Linked DNA regions of Mus musculus: region 1 is linked to region 2. The links are chromatin contacts, called in public promoter capture Hi-C maps. All regions are on one chromosome and are shown on one strand. Each heading gives the region's core, a stretch centred on a gene start, on an enhancer-like site or on the middle of the called end of the contact. The rest is flanking DNA. Distances are from core to core; before and after follow the strand shown. Region 1 holds the start of Kif28 (kinesin family member 28). Region 2 overlaps Cnst (consortin, connexin sorting protein).

Region 1 (4,379 bases), core at 23-2,522, 140 kb before region 2:
TCCCTTGGCGAGTCCAGTGGATGAAATAAAGACCGGCAAGCCAAGAAAAACTGCAGAAATAGCAGGAAAAACTCTTGGAAGGGGCAGAAAGAAGCCATCTTCTTTTCCAAAGCAAATTTTACGCAGGAAAATGCTGTAATTTTTAGCCCAAGATTTTAACACGCACCTGTTTGTAAAAGTCAACAGTATTTGTGTGGATTATTAAAGTCACCAATTTGGATGGAAATACTTTATATAAATTGTACAATTTTGTAAGCAGTAAATGAGTAACTCCACATGGAGTGCAGTTCTTGTAGTGCAGGCGTTTTATACGACTTGATGCGTTTATATCAATGTAAATATGACTTATCATTGGGAGGTTAAATAAACTACTGTAAAGTACACTGTGTGTCTGGTAGATTTTTGAGAGGAGCTTTCTGTTTGAGTTGTAATTTTATATGCTACTGGACATATGTTCATATCCTTTCTTTACAGTTAAGATACTAGAACTGTCTTAAAATGAGGGCGATGAACTATTGATTATTTTTAACATTGCTGTTTTATAATGTATGCACTTTGATGCTGTTCCTCGGATCTCTGGTCAGTACCTGTGCTCATTGGGCTTTGCCTGATACTGTGTTGAATTTGAATTGTGGGCATGTGATTTTGCCTTTTTGTAGTTTTACAAATGTTGTGTAATCTACCTCAAATGAGTAATTTTCCAGTACTGCATCGGTTTCCTAGCTAGCAGTTCTCTTCAGTAACTTAAGGACTATCTTGTCTCTCAGTTCAGAGACTTAATTATCCAGGTTAGATTGACCGGTTTCACTGCTTCCTAGCAACCTCATGGAAGGATTGAAGAAAGAAATAAAACAGTGCACCGACGTGTGCCTGCTGCTGAGAAGAGGAGCCGACAAGGTTTAGACTTCCCATGCTGTGAAAGAGCTTGCGACTTCGTCACAGGAGCCTCTCTAGTATTCAGGTTTTAAACTGGTAACTGCCACAGAACCTCAGGCACAGGTTACAGAGAATGGAAGAGTGTGAGCAGATGTCGGAAAAGAGGAAAGGAACCCTCTTTTCTGCAGCGTGTGTACCGTTGGTAATGGCGCCTGATGGAAGCCATGATGTTCATCAATAAATAAGTGTTGTCAAATAATTTATGACAGGTAATTGATAGTGTGTAATGAATGGACGCTTAATAATTGATACCTAAAAGCAGACTTTGTCAGCTAAGCTTTGGATGTTTTCGTGAGCAGTGTGCTTTGTGTGTTATTTTTCTACCGAGTAGCATCATGGATAATGAGAAAATGGGGAGAGTGCCTGTGCCGAGATCGGACAGTGTGAGAGTGGCCGTCCGGGTGCGGCCGTTCAGCCAGGTCAGTCCATGCTCATTGCCTTGCTGACAATTACTGCCTGATTTTATTAATTTTTTAATAATAGTTTCTGAATTTGTATTTAAGCTGCTTGTCATTTATGAAATATTAAACTTATTTAAATGGATTTGTCAAATGATTCACAAAAGCTCTAAGCATAATTTAGTAAACATTTAATTTCATTCCTTGGTACAAGTAGCACAATAAAAAAAACTGACAAGAGAAATACTGTCAAGTTAATAATTATTTAACCAGTGCAGTTTGCTAAATAGAGATGTGCGGTGTCTGTTTTTACTGCATGTCGGTGTGGGGCAGAGATGTCAGTTGGTAAGTGTGCTTGCCTACCGTGCATGAATCCCTAGGGTAGCTCATCAGCACTCTATGAAATGAGGCACAGAGATGTGTGGAATGCCAGCTTGAGGCGAGGCAACCTACTAGAAGCTCAGTTTTTATCCTTGGCTATGTTGTACATTCAAGGCCAGCTTGCACTACATGAAACACCAAGAAATGTTTATCTTAAAAGTAAGTCTTGCCACATGTGGACACGTCAGTGATCCCAACATAGAAAGCTAAGGTAGCAGAGTCATGTTCCTGACCAGACTTCAGTCACATAATGAGAACGTGCCAGTGTGCACTTACATGTTAGTTTTATGGAAACACTGCTCATGAGATCTCATGCGCAAGGCTGCCTCCTCCCCTTGGCTGTGCCCCATCTACCTAGCATACATGGGCACACTCTGCATACCACTCAAGTCAGAAGAACTGGAACTAAGCTCTTCCACAGGTTCCAGAGAGGATGCTGTTCTGTAAGAAGCTTGCCACAGAGGTAGAGAGCTGTGCTGTGTGTTCCCAGTGGAACCTGCTATCCCCCTTTCCATTATAGCACGCTTGTCTTTGCCCACTGTGACCAGTGAAGTTTTGTTACTCTATGACTGCTAGAAAGTGCTAGAGCTAAAGAGAAGTGTCCAGGCAGCTGGAGAGGGTGCAGTGTGTAAGAGCACTGGCTATTGCAAAAGACTTGGGTTCTATTCTCTCCTTGCCTGAGAGCCCAATTTATGCATCTGCAGGTGGCAGCAAACTTCACTGTCACCCCCTGGTAGGAGGTACAGAGAGCTCCTGGAGCAGGCAATGTCCCAGTGTGAGACTATGCTAATGCCATGTGGCTCGTTCCCATCAGCTCTGTGGTGGGCCCAGTCATCACACTAGGTGTGGAAGGAGAAGCTTTCGATCATGTGAGAGTTCTGCAAATTACATCTTTGCCATACAGGAAATGAGAAGTTTGCACTTTGTACCTTGCAACCCTTGTGCAAGCAAACACACACATACCAGGTCAAGAACTGAAAGGATTTTACCTGCTACTCACCTCCAAGGAATGTCTGAGATATCCAGGATCCTGAATCTTGATGCCACCAGCTCGTACCCTCATGAGTACATATGATGGATGAATACACAGTCCCTACTGTGTCACCTTAACGACTCTAATCTTCACTGATTAGCATAGTGTAGACATATAGTAGAGACAGGCCATGCTGGCAAGCAAGAAAACCAGGTTCTCAGGCACTCTGCTTTGTGATAGTTGGTCTGTGTGACAAGACCTACAATGTTCAGTTCAACGGATCTAATGATATGGAACACTCAAGATGGTATTGGCTAAGGTACGGGTAGTGTACATGAGACCAAGAGAAGGTGTAGGTTCCTCTAGCACCTGTACAGTCAGGATGGGAGGTATCAAGCCTTACCAAAAGTCAAGCCCCATCTGGCTCGATCACTGTTGAGACTGTTGAAGGAACATGAGCGAGTCAAAATCCCAACCTCGGTTCTTTCACAGCCTATCCAGTCTCATCAGGATTACCTGGCAGCTTATAGTGCCTGTACTTCCTGTGCCCCTCCTAGTGTGGTATCAGAGGCTGTGACTATGAAATGTCCCCACAGGCTAGCATGGCAGAGTGTTTGCTTCCTGGAAGATAGCACTGTACTGGGGGGAGGTTGTGGAGCCTTTGGGACATCAGGCCTCACTAGCTATAAAAGCTACTGGGACCTTCAGCTTGACATTGCTTTCAGTCGAACCATTGCTTCCTGATGCTAAGCTGTGAACAGACTGCTACACTCTCCTGCTGCCAGTCCCCAAACAGTCCAGATAAGTCTTTCCATAAAGGTCACTTTGCTCAAGTTCTCTCACAGGCATGAGAAGGGTAGCCACTACAGTGTTGGAGGTCAAGGGTCCCAATTGCCCCCTCATCAGTACTGCCTTTACAACATATTTTGAATTCTTCCCTTTCATGCCTTTCCTAGTATAGTATCTACCCCCAGAATGTCCTCAGGGAACAAGGATATTAGTACAAAATGGGGGTGCTGCCCTAATTTTGGGCACACCAACACTTGTGTTACTCAGATGGTCTTACCCCCACCTTCACCAGTTTCTTTACGTGGCCCTAGAAAGCAGCCTTAGTTGCTATGGGCCTATGCACATTCAGCATTTGAATCCAGTAGAGCAATGGACTCTTTGTCTTCATTGGCCTAGTGAGTTCCTTGGGAGAACTGTGTGGCCCACTCATTCTGAGACATACTCTTGGCTCCACCTCTTACAACATTCCTATTTGGGATTCCATTAACAACCTGTTCCTAAGCCCCACAAGAAACTCCATCCCCTCTGGGACAGCAGAGGGGAAAGGTGAGACTATGCTTTGGGCTTATTTTCTTTCTGCTTAGGGGCTACCAAGATCACCTTGGGTTATCATTTTCCTGGAGTTCAGGAATGGAGCACACCACACCATTCCTGTTTCTACCCCAAGTGCCACCCATCCACCCTCTTTATGTATGACCATGTGTGTGCAGGTGCTCCCGGCCAACACCAGCCTTGTCCACATCATAAACAGGATTTGGTTCCTATTCCATCACCTGATGAAACACCATGACCAAGGCAACTTTAAAGGGAAGCATTTAATTTGGGAACTCAGGATTCCTGTGGGTTGTAGAGGCCATGCCTGTCATGGGAGGGAGTATGGCAGCGGGTAGGCAGGCCTGACA
Region 2 (3,949 bases), core at 1,226-3,725:
TTTCTTTGCTGTTCTTTTTTTTTTCTGTCTTTTCTCTATTTAATAGCTTAAAAGTTCATCTTAAAGCGTCATCTCAAAGCTTCCCTCCGTTCTGTTAAGGCTGCTTGTGTAATCTAGAGATGCGTGTTCCCACACTGAAGGAACAGTGAACACACACACATCATCTTATTCCCTGGGGATACGAGGAGAAAGGCTTCCTTACTCGAGTGTGCCCAATCTTGTCTTCATCTGAGCCCCTGAGAATGCTAACTCACAAGGTTGAAAAAGAAATATGGCGTTGGTAGCCGTGCCTCTTGCCTCTGTCTAGAGGCAGACAACGTAGCTTCCTAAACTGTAAGCACTGCAGTGACTGAATGCCATCTGATTTAACAACACACAAGTCATTCAATAATTAATGTTGATGTTAATGGAATTGTCCCCTTAAGCTTAGAACCAGAGCAGGATTTGCACATGAGATTGCACCTTACTCTCCCTGCTCTTCATCCCCGATTTACCTCTGCGATCTCTATCTTCTTGGCCAGATCATCAAGGGAGAGCGTGCTCTCGTCAGGAGGCAGATCCTCCTGGAGACTGTAGGACGCTTCTTCAGGAGAGAGGTCTTGGAGGAGGTCAGAGTCGTCGTCCTGGATGTCCTCGTAGGACAGGGAATCTTCAGCATCCTTCAAGCATCTCTCCAAAAGGCTGTGCAGATAGTCTTCCGTTTCCTTACTCACTCGGTCTTCACTGTCCCGCCTTTCTTCTGGGGCCATACACACTTCCAGACACAGTGTGCTTACGTCACAGGCTTTCCTGTCACCACAGAGTGCACTCTCAGGACCAGTCTCCAAGCCAGCCTGACTCTGTGCTGATTTCCCATCACTGGCCGTGACATCAGGCTGCCGCGGCTCAGCTACCTCACTGCTGTGAGGCTGGTCCCTGGGCAGCGCTTCAAATGCGTCCTGCAGAGGAAGGCAGAGTTCTTTTCGGTGTGCCTGTGAATATTTACCCTCTGAAATCAACCCAGGCAGTGCACCGTCGTCGCCGGTGGAGAGCTTCTGCTCTGCCACTGATTCACTAGGAGGAGCCACCTTAGGGTCTCTGGCCACACCGCAGTGGTCCTCTGTGGGAGGCGCCGGCACGCAGCTGCTGTCTTTGCAGGCATTCGAGGCAGCAGCTGGCCCTGACCTGCTCCCGGCTGTCTCCAGGGACTGGGTGTGGAGGTCCAGTGTGGCATTGGTGCTGCTGGGCAGCTCCTCCGTGTGGTCCTTTCCTGCAGTCCCTGGAAGCTCGGGGGAAGCTGTCTGCCACTCCATCTGATGACAGCCGGGGCTGCTCTCCTGGGGCTCCTCCTCATGCCGGTCTCCACTTGGATCCGTGCTGGGACAGGTTTCAATCTCTGAATATGAAGAAAAATAAGCTGCTTTTGGACTCCAAACAACGCTTTGCATACAAAGGTAGAGGGGAACACATGCACACGTGTGACACAAAACTATTCTAACCCTTTCAGACAGAAATGCTGTCTGTTACACTGCAGTGTCCTTAGGCAGAACACACACGCCATGTGGTTAATAAATAGTATTAATGTAGTGAAAAATGATTATTCAAAAGCATGTTAAAGTAAATGAATGATTCAGTCCTCATTATAAATAAAAAAGTTTAAATTCTGAATTTTTTGTCTTTTATATTTAAATAAATACACTTATTATTTTTCTTTTTTTAAAAATCTAATAAACCAGAAAACTTTTTTAGCTTCTACTTACTTAAGGCATGCCATTATTGGGTAAGTATTTGGGTAATCTTACTAATAATATAAAGATGTAAATAGGACGAAGTTTATTCAGAATGAAGGAAGGAGAGTTTGTCAGATTAGACTTGTAATCTGAACACAGCACCTTTGAAAATGTGCCTTCAGAGCACAGGCAGCTTCCTAGTACATGGGCGCAGAGGGGACTACAGAGAATACATCTGACAAGAAGCAGAAACAGGTTTGAATTTCTACCTCTCAATACTTTTTAAAGAAAAAACTTGTATGTAAACAAAAAGCAGAACTTGCCCATTGGTCAAGAAAGAAGCCCTCTCATCTTGTTAGCTAAACATTCTACGAGGGCATATATAATTTCCACAAAAAACAGTCAAAAGTGTAAGACAAAATAATAGTTTTATTCCTTTTAAATTTTAGTTTACTAGAACTTCAATTACCAACTGACAATCTAAGCAGTCCAGCCCCAAGACCAGGTATTTCCTAAGTTCTGTCTCAGATGCCGGAGAGGCCAAAACGGCCTGGCAGACTCCGCTGTCATGCAGAGGCGGCACCGGAAGAGTTCTGCACGGTCCCTGGCTCCCGACCCCCAACTTCTGATATCAGAGAGCACTGAGAAGAAGTGGCCATCTCTGGAGAGTCCAAGGTTTGGCTGCAAGACAGCAGGTCCCCATGGGTTGTGAGCCTTGCCCAAGCTTATTGGCATCTATCAGGCAGGGTATGGGGCAAAGGTCAAAGTAAGAAAGGCTACAGCCAGGTGGGAAATGGGTCAAGCTCAGTCATAAAGTCCAATGAGACCGGGCAGCACATTCCTGGTCTGTTAACCCCCAAGGCTGGGGATCTCCACATAAGGGAAAGGACAATACATAACAAGGACAAAATACAGAGAAAGATGCAGAGTGCAGGGCCCCAAGCTACACTGGAAAGGCATCCACAGCACTGACAATTCTCTCTTAAAGATGAGGTGGGGCCAGATGCCCTTCTTTGTCCAGGATCATGATGGATATTGTTGTTTGGATTGTTGAAGCCAGTGATAATCCCAACCGTTTACTCAGTCAAAAAATGAGGTATTCAGTTAGAAGAGCAAGGATCCAGGCTTAACTTAAGAACCAGAGCACCAGACAAATGGCCTTAACTGTGGTGCCTCGGTCTCCCCATCTGTACCACAGAGAGCGCAGCAGAGGACAGGCCGGTGCTGGGCTGCATGCAGTGCTAAGCTTCGCTTCACACACAGGGTTCCTAACAGCAATCTTCCCAGTGCACACAATGTGGAGGCACGGCCACACTCAAACTGGGTGACTCCTGAGTCCATCCCTTTACTGGGTGCATGTGTGTGTGTGTGTGTGTGTGTGTGTGTGTGTGTGTGTGTGTGTGTGTGTGTGGACATGACTCAGGACAGGATCTTCTACAGCCCAGGCCAGGCTTAAACTCGCCCTGTAACTAAGAGGACGACTTTGAGTCGTGTTCTCCTGCCTGCCCCTTTCGGTTCTGGGATTACAGGTGCACATCACCGTGTCTATTAAGTTGCAATAAAGCTTATTTTACCCTGGTTTCTGACATTTAAAAAATTACTAGAAAAAAGACAGAAAAAAAAAAAAAACAAGCGTGTGAGGTTGACACAAAACAAAATCCCTAATTTGTGTCATAAGAGAAAAGGGAATGAAGATTTGGAACTGACTTAACAAGAGCTTTGGTAGAGCAGAGGGCTAGTGAATGGCAACAGTCACATCTGTACTGTCAGGGAGGCTCACTCAGAACGCCTGCCATCTCTCTTTAAAACAGTTCAAATCATAAGGTTCATAATATAAACTGATAATAAAATCATCATCAGGATAAAAATGTCCTGAAAATATTTACTTCTAAAGCTTTGTAAATACATTTAGAAATGTTTCCCAAAGCCTGTTTGATATGCTTGCACATGCACTTATATAGTCACAGACATACACACAAAGCGGTATGAATCACACACACTCTCACAGCACACATGCAATGTCTCACACACACAGTCACACACACACACACACACACACACACACACACACACACACATCCGTTTGCACATGCACTTATATAGTCACAGACACACACACTCACTCATACAGTGTCTCTCACACACAGTCACACTCTCACAGCACACATGCAGTGTCACACACACATACACACACACACACACAGAGTCACACTCATTCATCCGCTTGCACATGCACTTAT

The links. Promoter capture Hi-C pulls out the DNA fragments that hold promoters and counts their contacts.
Region 1: a promoter capture Hi-C map of liver shows a contact between it and region 2, with 2.1 times the contacts expected there. The contact joins the promoter of Kif28 here to the enhancer-like site in region 2. A contact is called at or near these places in 10 of 39 promoter capture datasets (the C10 cell line, the HPC-7 cell line, embryonic stem cells and 5 more), 2 of 484 Hi-C or Micro-C datasets (embryonic stem cells and hemogenic endothelial cells), 1 of 115 datasets of contacts at active chromatin or transcription factors (embryonic stem cells) and 3 of 9 other capture datasets (adipose tissue, liver and pancreatic islet).

The regions. Positions count from the first base shown.
Region 1 is chr1:179,742,093-179,746,471 of GRCm38.p6, reverse strand. Kif28 (kinesin family member 28) reads left to right here and starts at 1,272. Exons shown (of 23, transcript NM_001370897.1): 1 at 1,272-1,355. The coding sequence starts at 1,272. It overlaps Ahctf1 (AT hook containing transcription factor 1), which reads left to right. Exons shown (of 36, transcript NM_026375.2): 36 at 1-1,568. The coding sequence ends at 139.
Region 2 is chr1:179,607,212-179,611,160 of GRCm38.p6, reverse strand. It overlaps Cnst (consortin, connexin sorting protein), which reads right to left. Exons shown (of 11, transcript NM_146105.3): 9 at 495-1,375. Among named protein-coding and RNA genes, the nearest start is that of Sccpdh, 59 kb to the left of the region's middle. Within about 2 kb of position 2,475, at least 10 of the 459 cell types and tissues checked have an H3K27ac peak or open chromatin away from gene starts, as enhancers often do. A contact at or near this core is called in liver, where this site is marked.